Linked DNA regions of Mus musculus: region 1 is linked to region 2. Evidence: chromatin contacts called from public HiChIP or PLAC-seq data. All regions are on one chromosome and are shown on one strand. Each heading gives the region's core, a stretch centred on a gene start, on an enhancer-like site or on the middle of the called end of the contact. The rest is flanking DNA. Distances are from core to core; before and after follow the strand shown. Region 1 holds the start of Spryd3 (SPRY domain containing 3). Region 2 holds the start of Prr13 (proline rich 13).

What was found. HiChIP or PLAC-seq counts read pairs in DNA pulled down with a chosen protein or histone mark.
Region 1: an H3K27ac HiChIP or PLAC-seq map of microglia shows a contact between it and region 2, with 5 times the contacts expected there. The contact joins the promoter of Spryd3 here to the promoter of Prr13 in region 2. A contact is called at or near these places in 11 of 39 promoter capture datasets (the 3T3-L1 cell line, the C10 cell line, the HPC-7 cell line and 8 more), 1 of 484 Hi-C or Micro-C datasets (CD4 T cells), 3 of 115 datasets of contacts at active chromatin or transcription factors (embryonic stem cells, microglia and pancreatic cancer cells) and 2 of 9 other capture datasets (adipose tissue and liver).

Annotation. Positions count from the first base shown.
Region 1 is chr15:102,134,914-102,140,490 of GRCm38.p6, reverse strand. It overlaps Spryd3 (SPRY domain containing 3), which reads left to right and starts at 4,276. Exons shown (of 11, transcript NM_001033277.3): 1 at 4,276-4,355. The coding sequence starts at 4,333.
Region 2 is chr15:102,457,296-102,462,413 of GRCm38.p6, reverse strand. Prr13 (proline rich 13) reads right to left here and starts at 3,244. Exons shown (of 4, transcript NM_001170911.1): 1 at 3,159-3,244; 2 at 2,268-2,306; 3 at 1,695-2,044; 4 at 1-243. The coding sequence starts at 2,286. The coding sequence ends at 199.

The DNA.
Region 1 (5,577 bases), core at 3,027-5,526, 320 kb after region 2:
TGTTCGTTGTCCTTAGGAGTCAGGGTTTGTGATGAATGACCCAGAAGCCATCTTCAAACTCCTTTTGGAAACCTAGGTATTTTTTCATCCTTTGTAAAACATTTTTTGATGTGGGTTTTTCGTTTTTCGTTTTTTGTTTTGTTTTGTTTTTTTTGTTTTTTGTTTTGTTTTTTTTTTTTTTTTTTTTTGAGACAGGGTTTCTCTGTGTGGTCCTGGCTGTCCTGGAACTCACTTTGTAGACCAGGCTGGCCTCAAACTCAGAAATCCACCTGCCTCTGTCTCCCAAGTGCTGGGATTAAAGGCATGCACCACCACTGCCCAGCTATTGATGTGTTTTATTTTATGTGTAAGCGTTCTGCCTGCATGCACATCTGTGTACTGTGTGCCTGCAGAGGTCAGAAGATGGCATCTCAGATCCCCTTGGAACTGGAGTTATGGGTTGTTGCCAATCACCAGGTGGGTGCTGGGAATATAACCCAGGTGCTCTGCAAGAGCAACAGGTGTTCTGAACCACTGAGCGCTCTCTAGCCCTTTCAGTTACTTTTTAACAATTTTATTCATACATTAATCACACCTGCCCCTAACTTCCCTGTTACTCCTCCTAGACAACCCAAGAAATCCCCTCTCCCACCTTCATGGCCTGTCCCTTTTTTTCCTTCTTTTCTTTGGAAACCCCTTGAGTCCAATGAGCGCTGTCTCCTGGCACTGACTGGCCTTCCTGGCTTCATCTTAGGAGACATCTCATCTTCATCTTAGGCTTCATCTTGTTCCTGTGGCCATGGCTACTGTGAGTTCACGAGTGTAGCAGCCACACCACATTGTAACAGCCACACCACATCCAGAGGACAGCCTTTTGCAGTACTCCTCCCTACCCTCCAGCTTTTAACCCTCTGTTCTCATGAATTAAAAGGGTTCTACAGAGCAAGGATGGAGTCATTAACCCATGTGGACTACAACCGTTCCTGAGGGCTGAGAACTCGATTTTGATGTCCTCTGGGGAAAACTTCTTTACTCCATTCAGTAACCCATCTCCATAGCCTTTAAAGAGTGCTGCGCTCTCATCCCTACCTGCCTCATCCTGCGGCTTTGAGGTTGACCTGACTGGGGAGATGGGGAAGGAAGAAACAGCAGGCACCCACAAAAAAGCTGGGATCATGTGGGTGATGCGCTCTTTTGAAGGTGGACCAGCAACTGGAAATTTAGCGCGATTGCCATCTACAGCTGGATCACAAGGCTGGTTTATTACACACAGCTGAAGCAGAAGATTAATTGCCTAGCTATCTCAGTAGGGATCTCCGTTGAGGTAGTGAAAAATTTAAACAGGAGGATAGTGCACACCCTTAATTTCAGCTCTTGGGAGGGAAAGGCAGACAGATCTCTATGTGTTTGAAGTCATCCTGGTCTGCATAGTGAGTTCCAGGCAGCCAGAGCTACTCGGTAAGAACTAGTCTCGGTTTTTGTTTTGTTTTGTTTTTGTTGTTGTTTGTTTTTTTCCTGTGTTGGGAATTGAACCCAGAGCCTTGAGTTGGAGCTTGCTAAGTAAGAGCATTCTAGTAAGCTACAGCCCTAACTGCTATAATTAGCTTTTCTCTCTCTTTTTTTTTTTTTTTTTTTTTGTCATTGTGGGGAATGAACCTAAGACCTTGCCCATGTCTGGTAAGTACTCTACTAACTCAGTTACAGCCCTGGTCTTCCTGCCCAGCACTGTAGAGAAGTATCCAGTTAGAATCACATGGGACTCGTCTGAGGTCTAAACACATTGATGCACAGTTGGCTTTAATGAATGAGTGCTGGGTCTGGCGAGATGGTTCAGAGTTACCAAACCTGTGTTTAACCCCTGGGACCCACCTGGTGGAAGGAAAGAAGCAACTCCTGAAGCTGCTCTCTCATCTTTATCCACTTAGGCCATGTCAGGCATGCATTCTACCTCCAGTAAATAAAAAGTAAATACTTATCAAAACAGGTGCATGTCACCACACCTGACATTGCACAGTAAATAAACGAGGCACTGCATAAGAGTGAATCGTGATTAGGCTGTGTTTGCTCTAAGTTATTCTATATTGTGTAAAATGGTGGCTTTCAGGCTGTCTTGCCTTGTGTGACTCGTACAAGTAGTATCTGGCTCTACTTGGAGTGGGACTCTGCATATACATACCACTAGCACTACGTATGAATCCTAGACTGATAACTAAGAGTGAAAAGGTGGCCTGGAGAGATGGCTCAGCGGGTAAAGACATTGACTGTTCTTCCTAGAGGACCCAGATTCAAGTCCCATGAATCCATAGGGCAGCTCACTGTCTGTAACTCACACAGATGGTGCATAGATTATATATATCAATATATGATCTATCTATCTATTTACCTATATACAAAACAGACACATACACACACACACACACATATATATGCAGGCGAAGCACTAAAGTAAATAGTTAATTTAAAAAGTGAAAGGTAGGGCTGGAGAGATGGCTCAGAGGTTAAGAGCACTAACTGCTCTTCCAGAGGTCTTGAGTTCAATTCCCAGCAACCACATAGTAGCTCACAACCATCTGTAATGAGATCTGGTGCCCTCTTCTGTATACATAATAAATAAATAAATCTTGTTTTTTAAAAGTGAAAGGTACCACTCTATAAATGGATCCAAATACAAACGATTGAGACTATACAGTCAGTGGGCGTGTTAAAATCACTTAAGTGTCATCAGGTTCAAGAAAAACGGCGGGAAGTGATGGTGCACGCCTTTAATCCCAGCAGTTGGGAGGCAGAGGCAGGTGGGATTTCTGAGTTCAAGACCAGCCTGGTCTACAGAGTGAGTTCCAGGACAGCCAGTGCTACACAGAGAAACCCTGTCTTGAAAACAACAACAACAAAAAGAATGTATTAAACATAATCAGACCAAGAAACACCCTCAGTTGGACCCCATGAGGAAGGTGTCTAACACTCTGGGGACAGTGGTCCCTACCAACTACCTTGTGTGTGCCTCAAAGGACAACAGAGAAATGCTGACTGTTTCTGGGGCTTCAGCCCAACTGGGGTCCACAGCTGATGGAACCTACTCGCATTACGGGTTGCCCACGTATTCATCCATACCCAGTCTCACATTTTGCCTCTGAAGGTGTTCAGCCCTGTGACCTGCAGCTATGGCTGCATCCCAGGCTGGAACCTTCAGCAGCTCCCCAGCTAGGTTTGTTCTCTGGCTGCAGTGACTTTGCACTCTATCAGCTCTTGTCTCTAGTAAGGCCTCTGAACTCTTGAATTATGCTGTGGCTTCTTTAACCCTTTTCTAGCCATGTTGTTAACCTACATAAGTACACACAGGATATGTAATCTGTGACCCAAGAGTTAGTAATTAATATTAAAGTAAAAGTTCATGTGTTTGGTAAGGGCCCATTATCAATGTAAATCAGGTCTAATTGGCAAATTGCCGCCAATGAAGCTGACATCGCTTGCTGATGTATTTGATACTCAATAAATTTAGATGTGGAAAGACACAAATATGTTCGTTTATGTTTCTGACACAGGATGAGTCTTTCTGGAAAGAATATTCAGTCTTAAGAGCAAAACGTTGAAGTCGTCCAAGAATCCCAATTCCTTCCAAGGACAATCATACCCTTTATAGGAGGTGCATGATAAAGATTAGTATCCTTTCCGGTACATTCTGACCCGAGCTAACTTTTCCTACCAAGCCCAAGCCCAAAGAGCACCCGGGTTTCATCCCACTGTGCCTTTTGCATATGTTCTCTCCTGTTCTGGAACGCCTGTCCTGGAATGAACGAACGTGGTGCAAAGGGGTGCTCCGGAGAGAAGAAAGCATGTGGTGCCAGCCGAGTGCTGCCGCTGTGGAGATCAGCCTCTGGCTTCTCACGCGTAAAATAGGAGATAACATTAAAAAAAAATCCCCCCCCCCATGCCGTTAAGTGGCTCAAAAGGACATTCCAGAGAGGTTTTTAGCATCACTTCTGGCTCTGGGAACACGAAGCTCGCGCACGGGCACAGGGACCTACTCCGCCCCAAGGGAGCCGCCCCTTGACCGCCTCCCTGAGCTCCAGGCGTCCGAGGTGGCGTCCGGGCAGCCACGTCGCCTCCCCCACCCTCCCGACACCAGGGTTCCTCAGACGCCGCCGAGTGTTAGGTACCCAGCTCACCGGGCCGCGCTCCGCACCGCCTGTGCCCTGCGATTGGCTGCTGAGGGCGCCCATCTTCAAGAAGCGCTGCGGATTGGTCAGATTTAGCGGTGGGGGCGGGCCTGACGGAGCAGAGGAAGGGCGGGGACCCGGATGTGTGTGGTGGCGGCGGCCGAAGAGCTACAACGCGGAGCTGAGAGGCCTATGGATGAGGAGGACGCGGCGGCCCCGGTAGGCGGGGATCGGGGGCGGGGTCCCGGAGGCCTCGGTCTCTGCAGATCTCGAGGCGGGGGTCCTGGGCGACGGCTGCGGCCTCAGGGCGGGGCCAGGGGCTCCGGTCACGGGCGTTCCTCTCGCCGCGCACCCTCCCCATTGCAGCCAGGGCCTGTGACGACGGGGCGTAGCCTCATTGACAGGTTAAGGCCGGGTGGTCCCGGGTGTCACCTGAGAGACCCCGCGGTCCTGAGGCCGTGCCCGGACCCAGTGCGGCGGCAGCTGCTTGGTGCTGAGGCTGTCAGGTTCTCGAAGATCCGATGCCTTCAGATCTGGGGCTCCGGCATCTACCTGGGTTCGAGTCCTGGCCCAGGGCCCTGGGGGATCCCAGTGCTGCGCCGCAGGTGTCTGCTCTTGTGGGGCATGTGCTGGTCTGTAGCTCCTGCAGAAGAGCCCCAATGTGCACATTGGGATCGAACTCAGCTTAGCCCAGGATTGCTAAGCACCTACTGTGTGTAGGGCACAGTGCCAGGTGTTTGGGAGGCAGGAAGAAAATATTTCTTCATGGTTTTCCCGCTTTTGGATCTCTGGAAGATTTTATTCATTCATTCATTTACTGGCCTTGCTGGTTGTCTAAATACCGAGAGAGTCCCATGTTTTTCTCCGGTACTGCTGCTGCTTTAGGGGCTGCGGCCCTCTGAATTCTGTTACAACTTGGAGTTAAGATCTGCTAAGTTGTTTTTTCTTTTGTTTGAGACAGGGCCTCACTGTGTAGCCCTGTCTACCCTGGCACACACTATGTAGAGCAGGCTGTTGAAGAATTCAGAAATCCGTTTACCTCTGCGGACTAAAAAGGGCTGGGGTTCTGGCAGAAGAGAAGGCTCAGTGAATTGAACAGCATGGGCTTCAGGCAGGGTGGGGGTACACACTTTAATCCTAGCACCCAGGAGGCAGAGGCAGGCCAGAGTTCAAGGCTAGTAAGTTGCAGGACAGCCAGAGGTACACAGAGAAACCCTGTCTCAGAAAAACAAACAAACAAAAAATTCATACCGTTTCTTGTTTACAATTCCCTAGAAGTTTTTCATTACCCTTGAAATAAAATTTAAAAGTCCTGACTGTGGATAGACTCTTGCTTTACCCTGTTCTTTTTGTTTTTTTAGACAGGGTTTCTCTGTCTAAACCTTGCTGTCTTCTGAAATTTGCTTTGAGACCAGGCTGGCTGCCTCTTAGTCATAGATAA
Region 2 (5,118 bases), core at 1,995-4,494:
GATCAGATCAAGAAGGCCGCTTTGCTTTTGCTAGCTAGCCCTTGACAGCCGGGACAGAACAGCAGGGGAAGGCACAGGTAGGAGTGGGGCAGGGAGCAGAGGGCTAATGCCCCTCACTCCGTACGAGGATGACAGCTGAAGCTTGGTGGGAGAGTGGAGCTGGTGAGGCTGGAGGGGAGGAGGCTCCAGGCCCTGCGTTCAGTCAGAGTCACTGCTGGAAGAGGAGGAGGAAGAGGAGGAGTGCTGCAAGGGGAAAGGACACATCATCAGACCCAGATGACCTCTGGTTACCCCAAAGGCCATTTTTTTCATGCCCCACCCATCCACCCAAGTATCCAGTAAGCAGGAGTCTCGTACTGTCCTGTCCCAATAACCAACAAAATCAAGGGTTTCCTGCAGCAGGGAAGGTACAAGAATGGATTAAATTGTCCTCAACCTCAACACATTGCCTTCCAACCAAGTTTCCACACCTAGCTAGGACCAGGAAAGTGGAGCAGGGTGTGGGAGGCTGCTGCTACCTTAATCATCCCTCCTTGTTTGTTTTAAGGAATGACAAACTAGCCAGGTGGTGGCGCACGCCTTTAAACCCAGAGGCAGAGGCCGGCGGATTTCTTGAGTTCAAGGCCAACCTGGTCTACAAAGTGAGTTCCAGGACAGCCAGGGCTATACAGAGAAACCCTGTGTTGAAAAAAAAAAAAAAAAAAAAAAAAAAAAAAGAATGACAAACTAGAATCTCTCTGCACCTCAGGGAGGGTAGGAACGGCCACCGTGTGGGCCATGCTGTATTTCTAAGTCCCACTAGGGGAAAAAGTGGGGAAGATGGCAGAGACAGACAGATGGCTGGAGAAATCCCATCCCAGGATCCACACAGACATACCTCCATCAACTACCGTAAAAAAAAAAAAAATGTTTTTAGACTCTCGGGGTACTCTCCCTGGTTAGTGTCTCATTTCCTTCCCTACTCCCCACATGTCTACCTAAGACCCAGACTCAGGAACTAGAGCCCAGATCCACGGAGCAAACAAACACGGGCATAAAGTCTATTCGAAGCCTCAAGTTTCAGACTGAGGTCTTCCTGAGTCCTCAGGGGAACTCCCCCCCTCACTAATGGGTTCCTGTGGAAGGACTGTACTGGTCTTGTGAAGGAAAATCCCCTTTCACCCCAGGCTTTGCTGGAGGCTGAGTCACAGAAGGCTCGTCCAGGGAATTAACTCAGTACCAGGGAATACTGAAGGAGATAAAGAAAATCCAGGAACTAAGGGCCATATGACCACTCAGTAAACTATTATGCTTTGTCACTGTGCTTTGTCACTCTTTTGACATTTAGACAACCTCAGTGGGTGTGTCCAATTTACCAAAGGATACACCCGGGGTGGGTGAGGGAAGTTACTGGGAAAGAGTTAGGTAAAGAAGGTCGAGGGCTTTTGGCACAGAAATCCTCCCCGCACCCCTTCACTTTTCCTTGGCAGATGGGAGTGATCTGATGCCTCAATATTACTAAACTCCTTTCAGGAGGATCCCCTTACTTAAAGGAAAAACCATCTACATCTGCTAAAGCGACAAGGTTGCGGGCTACCGCTCCCACACACCATCGCCTGTGCCCACAAACCGTGAAAGTCCTTCCCCAACTCCTGATCACCCCTGGTCCCTCTGAACGGAGCTCCTTCCCCAGCCAGGCTCCAGATGACACTGACCTTCCCGTGCTTGTGATGCTTGTGCGACTTCTTATGAGCTTTCTTCATTTTCTTCCGAGTCTTCTTGTCTATCACGATTCCGGGACCCACCATGCCAGGAGCCGGAGGATTCACGGGGCACATGCCAGGAGCAGGTGGTGGGTATGGGGGAGGGTAGGGACCTGAGGGTTGGTATCCTGGACACCCTGGTTGTGGTACAGGATAAGGGGGACGACACGGAGGGAAAGCTGGGTTTCCCTGGGGAATTCCGGGAGGACAGGGGCCAGGGGGAAAGGCAGGATTGAGAGGTGGTGGACAGGCAGGATTGGAACCTCCTGGGCACACAACTTGGGGTGGATATGGATTCGGTCCTGGAAGAAGAATCCGAGAATAAAGATTAGAACTGTCCGGAACCTCTATCAACACATAATACAAATCACTACCGTTCTTAAGCCTTATGGAAAGGCAGAACTTGGTAACTAGCAGTGGTCCGGTGGCTTTGCTTTTGCTTGGGGCTGCGGGGATAGATAGAAACTTCCTGTTTCATTGCAAAATGGGCTGGGGCAGGTCAGAGGAGAGCCCCCAGGAACTTACCAGCATTAGGATTCCACATGTCGAGATGTTAGCTCAAGCCTAGGAAGTAAACCAGGCAAAGTCTGAAGGTTCCAGGAAGGGAGGAGGATTTTCGAGAACCCGAGCCCCACCCTACAGCCTCCACCCTACCAAGACTCTCACAGATAAACCTCCACTTAAAAATGGGCTGCACTCTGGAAACAGAGGCAGGTGGATCTCTGAGTTCCAGACCAGCCTGGTCGAAAAAGAGTTACAGGACAGCTAGAGCTACCCTGTGTCAAACCCAAAACAAAAGGAAATGAAAAAAAGTTCCCTGCTGGGCGTGGGGGTGCACACCTTTAATACCAGCACTTGGGAGGCAGAGGCAGGCGAATGAGGCCAGCCTGGTCTACAAAGTAAGTTCCAGGACAGCTGGAGCTATACAGAGAAACCCTGTCTCGAAATAACAAAAACAAACAAACAAACAAAAACAAAACAAAAAAAAAAGTTCCCTTTTTCTTTCCCGCATCCTCATAGCCTACTCTAGCCCAGGATTTAAATCACAGGAACTCTCTTCCCAGGGCCCCTCCCACTTTCACTATCTCACCTGGATGGAGAAGTCTCATTTCCCTCTCCCTGGAAAGGGACCGGAGGCCTTTAAGCATCCGTAGTGTGAGATGGGACCTAAACTCCCTGCTCGCCCCGGGGGCACCCCTGAAGTGAAGCTAAAATAAACAAATAAATAAAAATAAATAAATAAACAAACAAATAATCCCATCCTGAATATCAAGAAAGACACTCCAGGTCCCAAAACTCTTAGAACACACACACAACCCCCAAAGAGCAAATGGAGTTCTTAGTTCTCAGGAATAAATGGATCCCTGGCCCAGCTAAGAGGAGAGATGGAATTTGGGAGGCCAGATGCCCTGTCACCTTCCCAGATCGCCAGCCCGCTCCTGTCCTCCTTCTCAGTCTGGGTTCGCACTTCCTGGTCACTCCTATTCATTCTATACTTCCGCACCGCCCCTGTGACCTAGTTAATAATTATGTGATCACTTTGACACGATGATTGGAGAACTGACTTGTCAATCGCTGTGGTCCAACTAAACAAGGAGGAAACCGTTGCGCTGGCCGCCAGGCGGAGCCTTAGGGAGAAAACATTGCGTTGTGAAATACATACAGGTGAAATACGGAGACGCAGCGGAAATGCTCCTTAGGGCGGGACCGAGGCGGGGTCAGCTCCAAGCAAGGACCTGAGCCAACGAGATAAACTCTCACTGTTTTTTTTTGTTGTTGTTTTGCTTAAATTTTAAGATTTTTTTTTTTAATGTGTATGAGTGTTTTGCCTCAGTGTATGTGCACCAAGTGCCTGCTTGATGGGTAGACTTGTCTGTAACCTAGCATTTTGGAAATGGAGGAAGAGAATCAGAATTTAAAGACAATATTAGCTTCTTAGGGAACCCTACATAAAACCTCAGAGAGAGCTCTGTCATGATGGCACAACACCTTTAGTCCCTGAACTCAGGAGGCAGAGGCAGGTGAATCTCTGAGTTTGAAACCAGCATGGTCTGCATAGTGAGTTCCAAGACAGCCAGAGCCACACAGACCAGCCCTGTCTCTGACTCGGAAAATAACAACAAAAACAAACAAACAAAAAAAGGCCTCAGAGAACAAAAGGAGGAAGTTCTGCTGAGTCCCAGCCCTGGGCTTCAATGTTGCCAGCTGCTAGAACCACAGCCTGTGGTTCTTTTTTTGTAGAAAGATAAGAGACAGGGTTTCAATGTGTTCAGCAGATGGTGCAGTTATAGTTTCATGTCATTGTTCTGGGTAACTAAGTGAATTCATTTTTGGTTTTGATGTTTTTGAGACAATCTACCAGTATGACTTGGGTTGACTTTGGATGAAAAGCAGTCATCCCATATCTCTCTCTCTCTCTCTCTCTCTCTCTCTCTCTCTCTCTCTCGGGTGCTAGAAAAACAAAAGCAAGCCACAACTCTCAGAATTTTTTTTTTTTGGTTTTTCGAGACAGAGTTTCTCTGTATAGCCCTGGCTGTCCTGGAACTCACTTTGTAGACCAGGCTGGCCTCGAACTCAGAAATCCACCTGCCTCTGCCTCCCGAGTGCTAGGGTTAAAGGTGTGGGCCACCAAGCCCAGCTAACCCCAGCACTTTGCAGATAGGGCTTACAGGATCCTGAGTTCAAGGTCACCCTTGGCAACACAGAGAGTTTTAGGTCATCCTGCGCTACATGAGACCCTGTTCATAGATAAAATGATGAATAAATCAAGGACTTTCCCACAAGCCACACAAGGCCTGGACCTTAGCTGTCTACATTCCTCTCCCCACCCTCTACACTTTTATTTTATTTTATTTTATTTTATTTTATTTTATTTTTTTTTATTTTTTTTCCAAGACAGGGTATTCTCTGTATAGCCCTGGCTGTCCTGGAACTCACTCTGTAGACCAGGCTGGCCTCGAACTCAGAAATCCTCCTGCCTCTCCCTCCCGAGGGCTGGGATTAAAGGCATGCGCCACCATGCCCGGCACTTTTATTTATTTTTGAGACAGGATCTCACACTCAGTTTAGGATGGCCTCAGCCTGCTATGTTGCCAAGATGATCTCAAACTTTTACAAATATTTACAACAATTTTTATTAGGTGTGATAACTATTCTTGGTTGTCGGGACACACCTTTTTTTTTTTCTTCTTAACCTGAAGTAGGTGAATAGATTACTTAATCTAGATTTTGAAGTGGGAAGACACACCTCTAACCTGGGCCATACCATCTGCTGGAAACCTAGATAAGGACACTGAAGAAGGACACTTTGCTCTTGGCCAGTTTGTTCTCTCCTGGAAAGGAAAGTCCATTTCTTTACCGGCATTAAAGCCTAGTT